2 separate regions of the Takifugu rubripes genome follow, and region 2 is linked to region 1. A link is a contact called in public Hi-C data. All regions are on one chromosome and are shown on one strand. The core of a region is the stretch at or near the end of the contact, and the rest is flanking DNA. Distances in the headings are between cores, read along the strand shown. Region 1 holds the start of glrx2 (glutaredoxin 2). Region 2 holds the start of LOC101077514 (complement factor H).

What was found. Hi-C and Micro-C count contacts between places; a contact is called where the count stands out from the background.
Region 2: a Hi-C map of muscle shows a contact between it and region 1, with 2.1 times the contacts expected there. The contact joins the promoter of LOC101077514 here to the promoter of glrx2 in region 1. A contact is called at or near these places in 2 of 2 Hi-C or Micro-C datasets (muscle and an unstated tissue).

Annotation. Positions count from the first base shown.
Region 1 is chr20:16,322,191-16,325,619 of fTakRub1.2, forward strand. glrx2 (glutaredoxin 2) reads right to left here and starts at 1,493. Exons shown (of 4, transcript XM_029828694.1): 1 at 1,341-1,493. LOC115247329 (a long non-coding RNA gene) reads left to right here and starts at 1,914. Exons shown (of 3, transcript XR_003886386.1): 1 at 1,914-2,354; 2 at 2,550-2,609; 3 at 2,720-3,028.
Region 2 is chr20:16,469,424-16,473,103 of fTakRub1.2, forward strand. LOC101077514 (complement factor H) reads left to right here and starts at 2,166. Exons shown (of 19, transcript XM_029828746.1): 1 at 2,166-2,324; 2 at 2,396-2,578; 3 at 2,733-2,838; 4 at 2,918-2,994; 5 at 3,068-3,250; 6 at 3,596-3,680. The coding sequence starts at 2,255. The region is part of intron 1 of LOC115247335 (a long non-coding RNA gene); the gene reads right to left. LOC115247336 (a long non-coding RNA gene) reads left to right here. Exons shown (of 3, transcript XR_003886403.1): 2 at 530-597; 3 at 683-1,257.

The sequences.
Region 1 (3,429 bases), core at 243-2,742:
CATATTTCATCTTATTTCAGCTCGGAGTCACCTTGTATTTTCTGTGAAAGTTAAATTGTCACAATCTATAATTAATTAAAGGGAGTGCACCGAAATTAGTTTTGTTTCTCATCACAGAATATTTATAACTATATGACTTAAAATTCAAAGTCTCTTTTCAAAGTGGGATTAATTGCCATTTTATCCAGGTTTTATGCCATTTTAGCAGGTTAAGGAATCAATGACAAATCTAAAAATATCTGATGAGCCAGCACTAACGTGCCTCACATCAAATACTTAATGATTCCCAGCATCAAAGAGATGTGTAGTTTATTCCCCGGAGTCAGTTTTACCCCAACACAAATCTTCAAATGTGACAAAGGGTGGAGAATAGGTTTACACTGGTGGAAGGGACTTATGTTTGGAGCTGCAGCATCAAACTGGCATCTTTACCTCCCAGGCTGGATTTCAAAGCACAGCAGCCTTCACATAAAAACCTGTGTGTATGTGGGTTTAGGCTGAGCATCCTCTCTCCTATTGGCAGGAATGAAAAAATGTGCAGCACAGATGCTACAACACAATCCCGTTTAATATTGTGCTGTGAGTTCACTCCATCTGAGGCTATAGTCTAATGTTCTATAAGCAAAAGTTTCACCCACATGTGTCTGTTTGAGTTTTTCTTTTTTAAAAGTACAAATAAATGTCTCCCTGACCCACTGATTTGCAGTTGTTGATCTCATTTCGCATCACTTTAGCCCCTATGGACCCCCCTGCTCTAAAGATTTACAGACATTTTCATTGTACAAAGAGCAAATGTTTACTACATCAAAACATACTTAAAAAATGTTCGTTGGCAACTAGTTATCATGATTTGTGAACATGCGCGTGTTATTTTGGGAGACACTTGAACACCAGGATCATTATTCACAAGATAAATTGTCATTTGCTGCAGATCATTTGTCTCTGGGAAAGAACAAAGAACCATTAGTGTGATCTATATCACCCATGTTGTCGTGGTGGCGCCTGCCAAGCTTCTGCCTGATAAATTGAAATCGGCAGAGGCCGAGCTGTCGACACCGTTTCGTTTGCTTGAAAATTTGTTTGTGATGTAAGTGAAACATGTTCGGAGATGATTCCGGCTGACAGACTGCAGACGGATTATCCACAGACGTCATGGAACCTGTCTGTCTGTCAGGTTGTCTGACAGATGACACCATTTCCCTCAAGCATGCTTAAAAAGGTAAATCTCCTTCTCTTTAGCAGACCCAAGCGGGCATAAATGCATCCTCAAAATCATATTTTCAGCCATGAGATCTAGTGTTTTATTAGCAAGACGGTAAAAAGCTGCATAGTTGACCAACCTTCTGGGAGAGGAGGAAATAATCTGGACTAAGAGGGACGATTCCGGCCTGCTCAGAGGTCACTTCTAGGTCAGTCGCACCAAAACCACAAAGTTACAATCCAAGGCTTTTCCAAAAGAATCAAGTGCCTCTTCAGATTTTTCGTCTCTTTGAGTCCACTTGAAATGACTTCGGAATGCGTCCGTTTTCTCCCTGCTTCCGAAGGCCGTGATGAGGCGCTCTGGCTTCCTCTCATGTCAGCCACCGTGGCCGAGGTTACCGGCACAAGCGAAGCCAAAACGCACGACAGCCGTGATCGGTGTGGACAAACAGCCAGTGCAGCGGCGGCTCTGGTGCTGGAGCACCTCCCTGGGTCTTTGCTCTGCTGATGAGTGCTTATCCAGCCACGGCCCTCGCAGGCATGTGCCCTTCCAGTCCCAAACAACAGATACTACGGCTGCAATATATTTCTCAGACAGAGCAATTTATGGGCCATCACTATTAATCACGGCTGTAGAAAGGAAGATAGCCTAACTCCCCCCGAGCCACCCTAGAAATGTAATTCTCCTGCTGCCTAAAGTGCTTATGGCGGCGAGCTGCAGATGCATTATGCCCACGTTCAGGCTCGGTCTTACAGCGGCTCTGCAATGAGCTGCGTTGATTTAATAGCGTTTGCCGCATGCATTTTCTCGGACATGTAATCAGTCCACAAGGTTCTGCGAGAGGCCATCATGAATCTCCCTGGCAGCAGTGTAACCCCCCCCCCCCCCACACACACACACAGCATGCTCTCCCTCTCTCCAACTACACTTGGCAATCACCCGCTCACGCAGGACGCAGCAGATGCAGCCGCCACCGCCGCTCTCCATTACGCTCAGGACTCAGGCTGCTGATTGGCTGTCAGGATGCAATCATGCATACAGTTTGTGTTCCTTGTTTTTCTTTACTTTTCTCTGCCGTCCTGCACCCGTTTCAACCCAGTGAGGAAGATTTACAGCACGTTTCGAAACGGTCACGTCACAAAAACAGACAAAGGTTTGATTTCAAGTTTGAAACCTTTAGAAAAATACGGCGTTCTAATTTAAAATGGGTCAGAATCGCTCAACATAAAACTCCAAGGCAGATTTATCACAGTTGGTTTTCAGATGTGAATCTTTTGCTGCGAGTGTTGTGATGGAGATAAATAGTTCCATGAATATGTAATGTTCCATATGTTCTACTTGTCCCCAGGCTGAGACAGTGCATGAATATTAGTGGACATCCTTACGACACATTTAGTGAAGTCTGCAGGTAAACGCATTTCCTGCATGCTGTGAACACACCGCATGTTCAACTAGAGGGAATTACAGCTTATTTACACTTTACAATCTAAGCTCCTGCCTATTTTCATTCCCTCGCAGATCAAAATGTCAGCACAGGATAAAATAATCTAAACCAAATAGCCGATTAATCCCCAGAAGGAGCGTTTCTCAGCCTGCAGCAGGTGTCCTCCAGATGACGAACTGCGGGTCTGATTTGTCAGGGTGAAGCGGCTCCTCTGAGCCAGCTTTGCTCCAGAAACGTTAATGCTGAAGGATCCGTCGTGGCTCATGTCAGGCCGGATGGGCCCCGCTATCGACGGTGACATTTGTTTTTGGGAAGGTTACAACAGTGTGTCGAGAGAAGTATTCCTCAGACTGCTGTCAACCCAGATCCCTGTTTTCACTCTTGCTGTCTGGGGGACGGGTGTGTGTGTGTGTGTGTGGTGGGGGGGGGGGGCTGCTGACAGAAATTGGCTTGGTGGCGTGTTAGGTTAGTGTTTGGAAGTCTAAAAGGGACATGCACCTTTTCTTTTGGCGGGGGTGGGGGTGCTTTATGAAGGACACTGGCTCTGTGATAGCCGAGGTGGACACCAGTTGTTTCAGTGGCTGAAGGTGTCGAGGAGAGATTTCACGGCTCTTTGAGCACAGTAATCCTGCAGCTCTCCACACAAGATGGCAAATAAAAACACTTCTCCCGGATGACACTCACACATCTCCTGGACAATACTTCCGCTGATAGCTTGCCTCTCCGCTCTGGCAGCTGCTTTGGTCTTCAGCATCACCTTTGAAATCTTTCCTATTTTGTCCTG
Region 2 (3,680 bases), core at 916-3,415, 150 kb after region 1:
TCTCTCGGCATGTGTTTTATTACCCTTTAATAATCCATACGTCCTGCAGATATTTTTAGCCGTGCGCCACACACGCACAGTTGGTGCATCTGTGCTTCTCGCACTGGGAGGCCCAGCGGGAGGGGGGCAGAGTGGGGGTGGCCTGGGGGGTCTTTCGCACTTGTGTCTCAGCTGTGCTCAGAAAATAAACATTAAAATGATGGATTTTAGAGTCTGTCAGCGTCACAGAATCATGACGTCGTTATGTCAAATATTACTGATAATTCAAGCTTGTATAAGACACCAAAGGATCCTTTTAGCAGCATAAAAGCTTAATCAAAATGTAACATAAAGACTAAAAGTCATCACTGGAATATAAAATACAGGCCTCCTTTGACATTTTCATAAACAGAAGCGGAGTCTTAAAACTTGGAAAGTTTATGCATGCAGTCCTCATTACAGGCAGATTAATAAATATATTGATCTTTCGATTAATCTGGTCGATCAATTTGCTGTCTGTATTAATATTCGATTTACTGCTTGTTTGCAGTCGAGTTACATCCCTAAAAATGTACTTGCAAGTCAAAGTATTCTGCAAAAAGGATGGCTCTATAAAAGGTAATGCCATTATATTTTCACATTACAATATGATTATTACTCAAATAGTAAAAAACATGATAAATGCGTTAACGCTTTTTCTCAGTTTTTGTTTTCCAGATTACCCAATTTTAAAATTCATCAACTTTTAGCGTCGGTTGACTACCAGAAGATGGCGCATTAGGCATCCAACCAGGTTTCTAAGATTTACTTACCTGTAATTCATTAGATGATCTTGATGATTCAAGACTCATTGTTCATTTAGAAGGACACCAGTTATTTTTATCCAACAGCCATATTAGACAAATGTCTGCTGGTCTAAATAAATGAAGGACGTAAGTGAAGACGAAGCGTCTCTGTCAGAATGTTTTAAAATCCAGCATCACCACCTGGACCGAGGAAATTGATCCTCAGGTATTCCTCCTAAATTAAGTCATCAGTTACTAAGTCATCCATGCCGTCCTCCTCTCAGACCACTAAGTAAAGGCTTCAGCCGAGAGAATATCATTAACACTCTGGGATGTTGTTGTGATGACCCTGGTGGCTCTGCTCAGCTGCCATCAGAGTCCATCAATCCATCAGAAAGACTTTTGGGGGCGATAATCTTTTGCGTCATCTCAGTCCAGCCGGAGAAGACGTGAGACGGATCACAAGAAGATGGAGCCACCAGAGGAGGTGACGTTCCAGGTTTAAAACGGGCGATAATCTCAGGCAATAATTTATGCACAATCTCTGAATTTCAGGAGAAGCTGCTGCGTAGGAGTTTGTTTGCCCTGAGCTGAGTCGTATTTGTTCACAGTGATGCAGACGTAAACCTCACATAATGAGACGCTAGAGCAAAAATTCCCATTGTGTCACAGCTACATGTTGTTCCATTCAGCAGCGAGCAAACAAACACCCGAATACGGAGCAGTGACACATTTCCTCAGAGGCCAATAGGTCAACTGTTGACCAGTGCTGTCAGTAGGTCGTAATGGCTTTAATTAATGTGTTGATTATTTAAATCCCCTCTTGAAAATATGTTTAATATGACCAAAATGAAATATGGAATGCTTCAACATTGCTGCGGCCTTTCTTTTCCCTGTTTTTTTTTTTTTTTTTTTACTTCTAACTCCTCACTTTGATTGATATTTGCTCCAGATGAGTGCGGCCTGGCTGAAATGCAAAGTAATTTTATTTGCACAATTGATTCCTGCAAATGATTACCAAAAACTAGATAAAACCAAACAATCACTTACAGGAATACTCTTTAGCCACTGATGGGTAAACAGAGAAAAAAAAACCTGATGCAGCACCGTCAGACTACAGATTCAGCTGTGCTGGAGAATAAAAGCAGCCTTTGAACCTGAATATAGCCCCCAAGAGTGAGTTATTTCTATTTCCTTTCAGTGAAATAAAGATGACTGGTTAGAAAAGGTGTGAAAGAGGCGCCAGCGTGAGGAGATGTGAGGTTTAACTGAGAGGTGACCACAGCCAAAAACGCCTCATGACATACAGACTGGGGGCTGGATCAGTTATGTAAACCGTTGAGCAAGCTTGTCCTGCCTACCCCCCCCCCCCCCCCCCCCCCCCCCTCCTGCCGCCCACACAGCCATCCACCCCCTCTCCCTCTCTCTGTATTACTATTTCATTATCCTCTTTGTGCTTCTCCCTCTCAGTTCTTGCTTGCAGAGATAAGATGAACACAATAGGCAGAATCGGTGTCCTGATCTTATGGATGCACACGCTGACCTTGGTGAGGAGCAAAGGTAGGGAGCTTTGGGTTCTTCTGTGCTCCTTCCTTCGTTGCACAGTAATTTACGTAACGTTTGTCCCACAGACTGCCAACGGGAAAGCTTTCTGAGGAGCCGCCTGTACGACTCAAATTTCGACATAAGTACATTGGAGAGCACCTATGCCAACAGAAGAGAAGTGAGAGTCCCCTGCAACATCGGCCACAGCGGCTTTTTCAAACTGGTCTGTAATGATGGAGAATGGACGTCAAAGGGCAAACCCTGTCGGCGTAAGTCAGTTTCTTTGGTCGATTGTGATCACGCAGTCAAACACACCAGCATATGACGTTAACAATGCTTTCGCAGCATTTTCCCCTATTATCTCATTTGGCAAATCACTTCTGATTGACAGCAACATCTTCTGTATCATTCCTACATGTTAAGCAATTTCCTGTGGTCACCCTGGCGATGCCCAGTTTGCAGAATTTCAGCTGGTCGAGGGCGAGGACTTTGTCTTTGGATCCAAAGTCGTTTACACTTGCCACAAAGGGTACGACAATATTCCCAATACCACATTTGTAATAAGCTTTTCTGCGGCCTATCAACATTTTGTTTACCGTCATGACCAGTTATCAAATGGTCAGTCGCATAAACTATCGGCGATGCTTTGTGGAAGGCTGGGATGGAGTTGTTCCAGTTTGTGAGGGTATGAAAGCAAGTAAAAACCATGTGAGTGACGTGTGAGTAAGCGCCTCATGTGTTGTGTTGTGCTCTCCCAGCTCAGCAGTGTCCGTTTATTCGTGTGGACAATAACGTGTTCGTGAATGGTGACCCGGAAGAAGCAACCTTTGGAAACGTTATTCGATTCAGCTGCAAATCCAAGTTAGATATCCTGGAAGGCCCCTCTGAGATCTACTGTAACGAAGAGGGCGAGTGGAGCGGAAGAGCCCCCAAATGCAAAAGTGAGCTCCGCAGAATGAACGGATGATGGATGGAATGATATTTTCCAGGGACACAAAAACGGCAGATAGAAAATTACACAGACAGAATGAGTTTCATGAAATAAAGCTGCCAAATATGCAGATCAACAGGAGATCCTGACCAATCGTCACTCAGTAGATCCTTGGGTCGTATCCAAGCAGCTTGCCAAATCCAAGCACCGATGCCCAGAACTGGGATTTGAACCACAAACATTGATTCATCAAGCAGAGATTCACCTTCCATCAATCTGAGCCTTGTTTCTTTTAATGATACCAGCTTTACTGATGAACACATGTGATTATTGATACTTCCATTTTCCCCTACAGAGCTGATGTGTCTTGTACCCGAGATTGAAAATGGCTACATCACTGAAGAGGCCAGAGAGTACAGTGAAAATGAGATCCTGTATTT